Linked DNA regions of Gossypium hirsutum: region 2 is linked to region 1. Evidence: chromatin contacts called from public Hi-C data. All regions are on one chromosome and are shown on one strand. The core of a region is the stretch at or near the end of the contact, and the rest is flanking DNA. Distances in the headings are between cores, read along the strand shown.

What was found. A called contact is a pair of places that touch in the nucleus more often than the background predicts.
Region 2: a Hi-C map of leaf shows a contact between it and region 1, with 3 times the contacts expected there. The contact joins two enhancer-like sites. A contact is called at or near these places in 3 of 34 Hi-C or Micro-C datasets (hypocotyl and leaf).

Annotation. Positions count from the first base shown.
Region 1 is chrD01:61,988,136-61,991,707 of Gossypium_hirsutum_v2.1, forward strand. No RefSeq gene overlaps it. Among protein-coding and RNA genes, the nearest start is that of LOC107928142, 9.3 kb to the left of the region's middle. Within about 2 kb of position 1,311, at least 8 of the 9 cell types and tissues checked have an H3K27ac peak or open chromatin away from gene starts, as enhancers often do. A contact at or near this core is called in leaf, where this site is marked.
Region 2 is chrD01:62,292,563-62,296,498 of Gossypium_hirsutum_v2.1, forward strand. No RefSeq gene overlaps it. Among protein-coding and RNA genes, the nearest start is that of LOC107928161, 7.0 kb to the right of the region's middle. Within about 2 kb of position 1,384, at least 2 of the 9 cell types and tissues checked have an H3K27ac peak or open chromatin away from gene starts, as enhancers often do. A contact at or near this core is called in leaf, where this site is marked.

The DNA of each region.
Region 1 (3,572 bases), core at 61-2,560:
CCAAATCAGCGTCTTTCTTTTTTCTCACTAGAATAAAGTAAAGTATTAAAATCACCAATAGTGATCCAATGAGTATTATCTGTCGGGATAACAGCTAGAAGGTCCTCCTAAACTTTCCTTCTTTTCTATCTATCGAGACTCCCATACACAAAGGCAATATGAATAGGTATAACAATACCACTACTAAGAACTCGAACACAAATAAATTGAGGATTATTACATAGAACCTTAATGGAAAGTGGTTCTTTCCAACCTATTTAGATGTCTCCAGAAAATCCAATAGCCTGCACCCTATGAGAAAACTGAAAACCCAAGCTAGAAATAATCTTGTTAGCTTTAAGACCACTTACTACTGTTTCCAACAAACTAACAATGTCAGGTTTGTGTTCTCTGCTATATTCACGAAAACTGCAAAGAAATTTTGCACTGACACACCCTTGACATTTCCATGAAAAAACCGTCAAATTCATAAATATATATAAAAATTAAAAAAAGACGAACTTACTAATTTGAGCCCAAATGCTCAATTTTCTGCACTTCTTCTGAGACTTCTGAACCTTTAATATTTTCCTTTCCAATGTGATCATTAAATAAGCCAACCAAAGAATTCATAGAATCTGACAGCTGAACTCGAGCATTCCCAACAGATTTAAAACTATTTCCATGACTACGGATAGTCTTCTTCAATTTTTTTCCGCTATAATTTCTTCCATCAAATTCAAAACAATCCGCGACTTTTGTAATTAAACCTTGCTTTCGTCTCATTTCCCAGATTTTTTTATTGGTTATATTTCTATTTTTAAAATGATTGCAGTGTGTTTTCCTATATCTAGAACCTTACCATCTAATTGAACCATAATCTCTTCTGACTTTTCAAAAGTGGGATTAAAGTGTAAAGTAGTCAATTCAGAATTATTTAATGGATTAGCATACTTCATCGAAATAAATCAAGACGGATCTCTTCGATTGTTAAGCCCCAAAATGGTCTCATTCAAATTAGTTTCAGCAGACTGCTCACGCGTCTCTAAAAGAATTTTATCACACTTGTTAAAATGACCTTTATTTGAACTAGACCCAATCGAAAGTGGGTTAGATGACTCTTTTCTTGGACCACCCTTTTTAAACTTCTCAAAAACTAATTCCTTAGCAACTTGCCCCATAGACCGCAAGCCCAAATCGTCACCATCTTTTAAATTCAACCTAGTTGTCTTAATTTTCTTAGTTTGAATTTTTGGATCCACTAAAGAATCCTTATGGCTTGTATTAATAACATTAAAATTCGAGCTTTCCTCCATTAAAACATGACCCACAGATCCATTTATAAGCCCAGATGCCTCACCAGCCCTATTTTTATTAACAAAAGGAATAGTCCATTCTTTGGTATAGTCCACCGGCAAAATCGTCTCACCTACCTTTTTTCGTCCAATAAACGTGACACTATTCCCTCATTATTATTAGTTTCCTTAGCAAAACCCCTCGAAATCCTATCTTCCCTTAAGACCAGATTTTCCTTCCTATTCAAGACCAAAAATCTCGACCCCAATCTAGTATTTTCTTGATTTTCTCCCCTTTGGTTTCGCAAATCCCTCTAGCCCTTCCGAGATTTCTATTTCACCACCATCCATAGTTTGAACGTCTGTCCCTTGTCCCTAATCATCGAATCCACCACATCCGTTTTTCTATTGACTTCCTCAGTCACAGTGCTTTTTTCTACTACCGATAAAGTACATTAATCCTTAAAATGACCATATTTCTTACAAGAAAAATAAATAGTCGGTAAGGCTTCATACTCGACCCTTTGTATCTCTTTGTTCACCATAACTAGAAAGAAGAGGTTTATCGAGATCAACGAACACAACCATTTTAGCAAAACAACCTCTTGTTTTGCTATCAGTATTAAGGTCAAACTTGACCACCTTGCCCACCAAGCCTCCAACTTCTTCCGAAATTCTCCTTATATACATGAATCACAGTAGACCCAATAACCTAATCCACGCCAAAACCATACTTGGGTAAGATTTCATGGGACTGAAGTACTTTGTCCATGGCTAAACAATGAGATATTGTCCATATATAATCCAAGGCCCTTGCGAAAGAGCTTTGTTATAATCCTCTATGCATTGAAGTTTAGCCAAAAAATAGTCATTCTCTATATCCATTAGATGGAACGGTTTCGTTGGACGCCATAGACTACTGATTCTATTGAATAAGGTTGCGAAATCAATATTCTGACCCAGTAATTTCAGCACTATCGTAGTCTCCATATCCTTGAATATGATTTGTTGAATACGTTCCGAAAATTCAATAGTCGGGATATCGTTAACCATAGACTTTTTAATGTCACCTTCCAGAAATTCAAGATCTCCATCACAATTCTTACCAAGAGATTTAAGATTTTCATCTTGATTCTGTTCCCCTTTTCCGATAAACATCTACTTCCAAGAGACCTTTGTTGGCGAATCCGAGCCCTTTGATGGTGAGTCCAAATCCTCTAGCATTTCAACATCCTCAACCCCACTATATTTTTTAAACCTAAATTTTATCGTTTCTCGATCATCGGCCGAACGAGATTCAGAGGCACTTACAACTTCCAGAGAAGACATTCATATAAATTAACATAAAATATGTTTAGTATTGCTTTTAAGAAGCTCAAATATTCAATATATTTTTATAATTATATTTTAAAAATTGAAAAAACTTTATTTAAATTAGAGTTGGGCTAGCTCGTGGACAATAACTCTTTGACCAAGTCAGCCTGGTCATAGACAACTCTAGAAATACGATCTCTCCAAAGTCTGAGCTATTCATTCAGTACCTTTCAAAATCGAAATTGAACAAATTTTTTAAAATAATTTAATTAGAAAATTATATTGAAATTCGATTTAATTATGACTAAACAAATAGCTCAAATTTACCTTATTACTATAAAAGAAGTAAACAACTTCTTTTTTTTGTACTTTTTGAAATTAGTTATATTTTTATAAAATTTTGAATTATTAAATGAATTTTTAAAAATATTATACTTTTAAAGGACTTTGTTATTGAAAATATAAAAATTTTTAAATTTTTTTTATGCACCTTTAAAAAGTAAAAAAAAAACAAATTAACAATAATAGTAAACATTGAGGGTTAAAAATTTATTTGATTTTTTATAATTGTAATATGAGACAAAAATATAAAAATGTTTAAATAAAAAAAATTACAAAAATACAATATCTCAAAATAAAAATTTAAAATATAGTAGCTAAAATTTAAAACTTACAAATACCTTGCAAATATTAAAGTTAAAAAAAAAAAACTTGTTTGAAGGAAATTAAATAAATAAATAAAGGGAACCATTATAGATTTTGTTGGTGACAGTGGAGGGTTGAGTTTGTTAATCAACAAATGGTCCCAAATGATCATAAAACCAAAACAAAGGTGTTCAATGTTTTCTACAAACATACTTGTTTTTTTCCATATTTATGGGGTTAAGATTTTGACATGTATTCTTAAATTATATTTAAAATATTAAAAAGTAAATAATTAGTTTTTTTTTACTCTATGCATCTTTTTTACCGCGTGTGATGCAT
Region 2 (3,936 bases), core at 134-2,633, 300 kb after region 1:
ATCTTCCACATACAACGGTTTCTTTTTTTTTTTAACAACGTTCTAATCGTATATTTCTTTTTAATATTATGTCTAGAACTATCTATAGCCCCTCCCAACCTATAAATAAGAGGATAATGCACTTCAACGCACTCAAACCTATGTCTTCTTGCATTGGTAATAATGCCCATACCAATCGAATTAATATTCAATCGACACATACAAGCCTTTCTAAATTTATATATATATTAAACAGATTATACAGATTCCTAAGAATCCTTTGAAGAGGTCAGAAAAAGATCCTCATGTCATAGTAGCAACAATTAAAAGCAGTCCTTGCTATCAATTCATATGAAGAAAACAAAGTCCCCACTTTCGTTCCAAACAAATAAGTCAAATTAGTTCATAATAGTCAAATACAAAATTCGTTGTTGTGGGAGGGGGAATAGATTCAAGGCTTGGATCACACTCGAGACATTACTTAAGCATTATCTAACATTTCATCATTTTTTAGATATTTTTTTGTCTAATTATGAATTTAGTCCTTTCACTTTACGAGAATTGAAAATTAGTCCCTCTATGTACTTTACGAAGACTAAGAAGTTAGTCAAGTTGTGGGTAAACACATAAAATTGAACTATTTATTTTTACTAATTTATTTTATATATATTGTTAAATATAAGGGTGAACAAGTAACCGGTTAAACCAAATTACAAACAAACTTAACTGATCTAATTGAAATAAATCAATTTGTTCGGTTACTTGATTAATTCGGTTAGCTTACTCATTTCAGACGACTTATTCGATTGGCTATCGATTTTGGATATTAAAACTGGATAAACTAATTAAATAAACCTAAATCCAATATCCAAATACCCAACCCAAAACCAATCTAACCCAAAAATACCCAACACCTAACAAAAAATTAAAAATCAATTAATTAAAAATAAAACCTTAAAACCTTTTATTGTATAAATAAATCTTAAAAGAAATCCAAAAAATTGATAAACTAATCGAACTGAATTGAACCAAACCGAAACTTTCATTTTTCCCTTAAATCGATTTGATTTATTCAGTTTTAATGGTTTGGTCATTTTATTTTATAATCGGTATATAAAAGTCAAATTAATTGAATTAACAAAATGTTGATCCCTAATAAAACCTTTGATTTTTATTTTTTGTGCATATAAAAGGTAGAAATGTTTATTCCCAAATTAGCAATTTAACGGTAAAGATGAACAATGTTAGTTAATTGCATTCAATTTTCAATTTTTGTAAAGAACAAAGACTAGACAAATTAAAATGAGGGTTGAATTTTTATTTTTAAAAAAGATGAGGGATGAAATTTATAATTAAAGGCATATATATATACGTCAAGGGCTAAGGCAATAATAAAATCTAGGGACCTGAGCACTGGTGCCCAAGACCATTAAGGATCATGTAAATTGGGCCTCGCCAAGGCCTAGTACGATCCATTTCTTGTATTTAATTATTTTGGTTTTAGGATTATAAAAAAGAGAGGGAAAGAGTGTATGGTAAGAAAGGTAAATTACATTATTGGTCATCTAAATATTAGCATATTTTTGTTCTGGTAACCAAATTTCAAAAATTTTCAATTTCATCACTAACATTATTAATATTTTTTTTTGTTACTCCTCCTTTGAATTATTAATGAAATGTTAGTGTGGTCTTTTTTTTATTTGTATAATGATAAATTTAAGTATAATGATAAATTTAACTCTCAACATTTACACATTTTATTAATTCAATACTAATTCTAAAAAATCAATCAATTTCTTTAAAATAATATCCCCTCCCCTTGCTTATAATATTTGTTTGTATTTAGTGATTTAAGTCAAGAATTGTTTATATAATGTGACAGTCTATTATTGATTGGAATTTTTTAATGGATATAACATTTTGGTGTAAAATGAGTAACGGAAGAATAGTTTAGGTACACTTGTGATAAAAAAATTTAAGTATCAATTTGGGGGAAAAGGTATAGTTTAGAAACTAATATGTGGGTTAAGCATTTATTTTTAAATAGACTTAGTGGTTTGACTAACAATTGAACGAAGGAACTGATTTAAAAAAAAACTAGTTTAAGTACCATTTTTGGCAAAAAAAATTTAGGTACCAAGATGAGAAAAAAAGTATAGCAAGATATCAATTAGTGAGTTAAGTCATTTCTAATGGTATCCGACAAATAATAATATTCAATTTAGATTCAGATTTAAATAATATCACTCAGATTATTTGAGGATAATAAATAAATTGAAATATATAGGTAGTTTTGTTAATTTGGATTTGAATAAAGCAAAAAAAATTGTAGATATTTGACCCACTACATTTATAATGGACTTAATTAGTTTAGATCAGCCAGTTACAAATAAAGTTTGTTCTACTTTCTTCAAAAGTAGCAATGGTGACAGTAATCTGCTCTATTTTCTCTTAAAACGATGGTTTTAATAGTTTTGAGGATTGAATTTATGCGGGCAATCTACCAAAAAAAGCTTATTTTTTAAAAAATTATCGAAATGGGCCCGGTATTTTATTATTTACCGGAATGGGCCTTTTCCGGCAAATCGCGTCCACGTCAGCGCGCTTTGCTGACGTGGCAACAAATCGCGTCCACGAGGGGGCGATTTGTTGCCACGTCAGCAAAGCGCGCTGACGTGGCCGCGACTTGCCCATCTAATGAAATTTCATGTATATAGTTGCACTAAATTATTTAAATTATTTATAATACCTAAATTATCCCTATTTATTTGTTATATTACATAAAATACTCCTTTGAAAATACAAAACATTATGATAGCTAATTTAAAATTTATTCTCCACAACTAATGAAAATCATTTAAAATGCTAAAACTAGATATGTCTGAACAAACTATAAGAAAATCCCTGGAATGCTGTGATTTCTTCGTCTTCAACGAAAGATCTCGAGAAAGATCATGGTGAGGAAAGCTTGTGCTTAATGAGGAAGCAAATTTGGACACTCGGAATCATCTAACAATTATGCAGAACAGCAGCCGTCTTTCTTCACAACTGAAACATCATCCCGAGAGCCGACATTGATGGTTTGTCCCTTGGGCAATGTTGTTTGATCATTCCCTCATTCGAGTGCTTTTCGACTGATCACATGATGTATTTGAGTTAGTATTTCAATGAATGCATGCTCAACATTTGTAGATTCAAGGGCAAATGTTTCCATAAAGAAGCGCGTACATGTGGGCGCGACTTATCAATTTATTTTTTTCTCCAAAACCCTGAAAATCCTAAAAACCCTAAACCCTAAAATCTAAAAACCTACAAGTCAGGAAATCGCGGCCACGTCAGCCTGACATCGCGCTGACATGGACGCGATTTGCCGGAAAATGGTTTATTCCGGTAAATAATAAAATTTCAGGCCCATTTCGGTAAATTTATAAAAAAATTAAGCTTTTATTGGTAAATGGCCCAATTTATGCATGACCAATATTGAAAAGTTTTTTGGGGACATCTGGCATTCTTGGTGTTAATTGGAGTTCATTGTCAATGTAGTCTGATAGTGGTGGTACTAAAATGCTATTTTAACAGTTGACCATGGTGGTGAATCTCTTGCAATTTTTTTGGTATTGTCAATTAAGTGATCTTTATTGTGCATCTCTCTCCTTCACGCATGCAACTCTTAGAACAATGAAGCAACCATAAATTCGAACATTAGAAACAACACTATTAAGAGAAGCAACCATAAATTTTAAATATAAACTATAAAACTAATATGGAAAATACCAAAAAAAGAATTTTATCTCCAAGCTATACACATCAGTCACTTAATAAAAAATTAGTAATGGCGTTAAATATAACCTAATTTGCACCATTTACTCCATTTATTAATATACAATAAATAATCTATTTTAATGTTTTAAGTAAAAATAAGTTTGATTTTAATAATAAGGAAAAAAAATTCTCTCT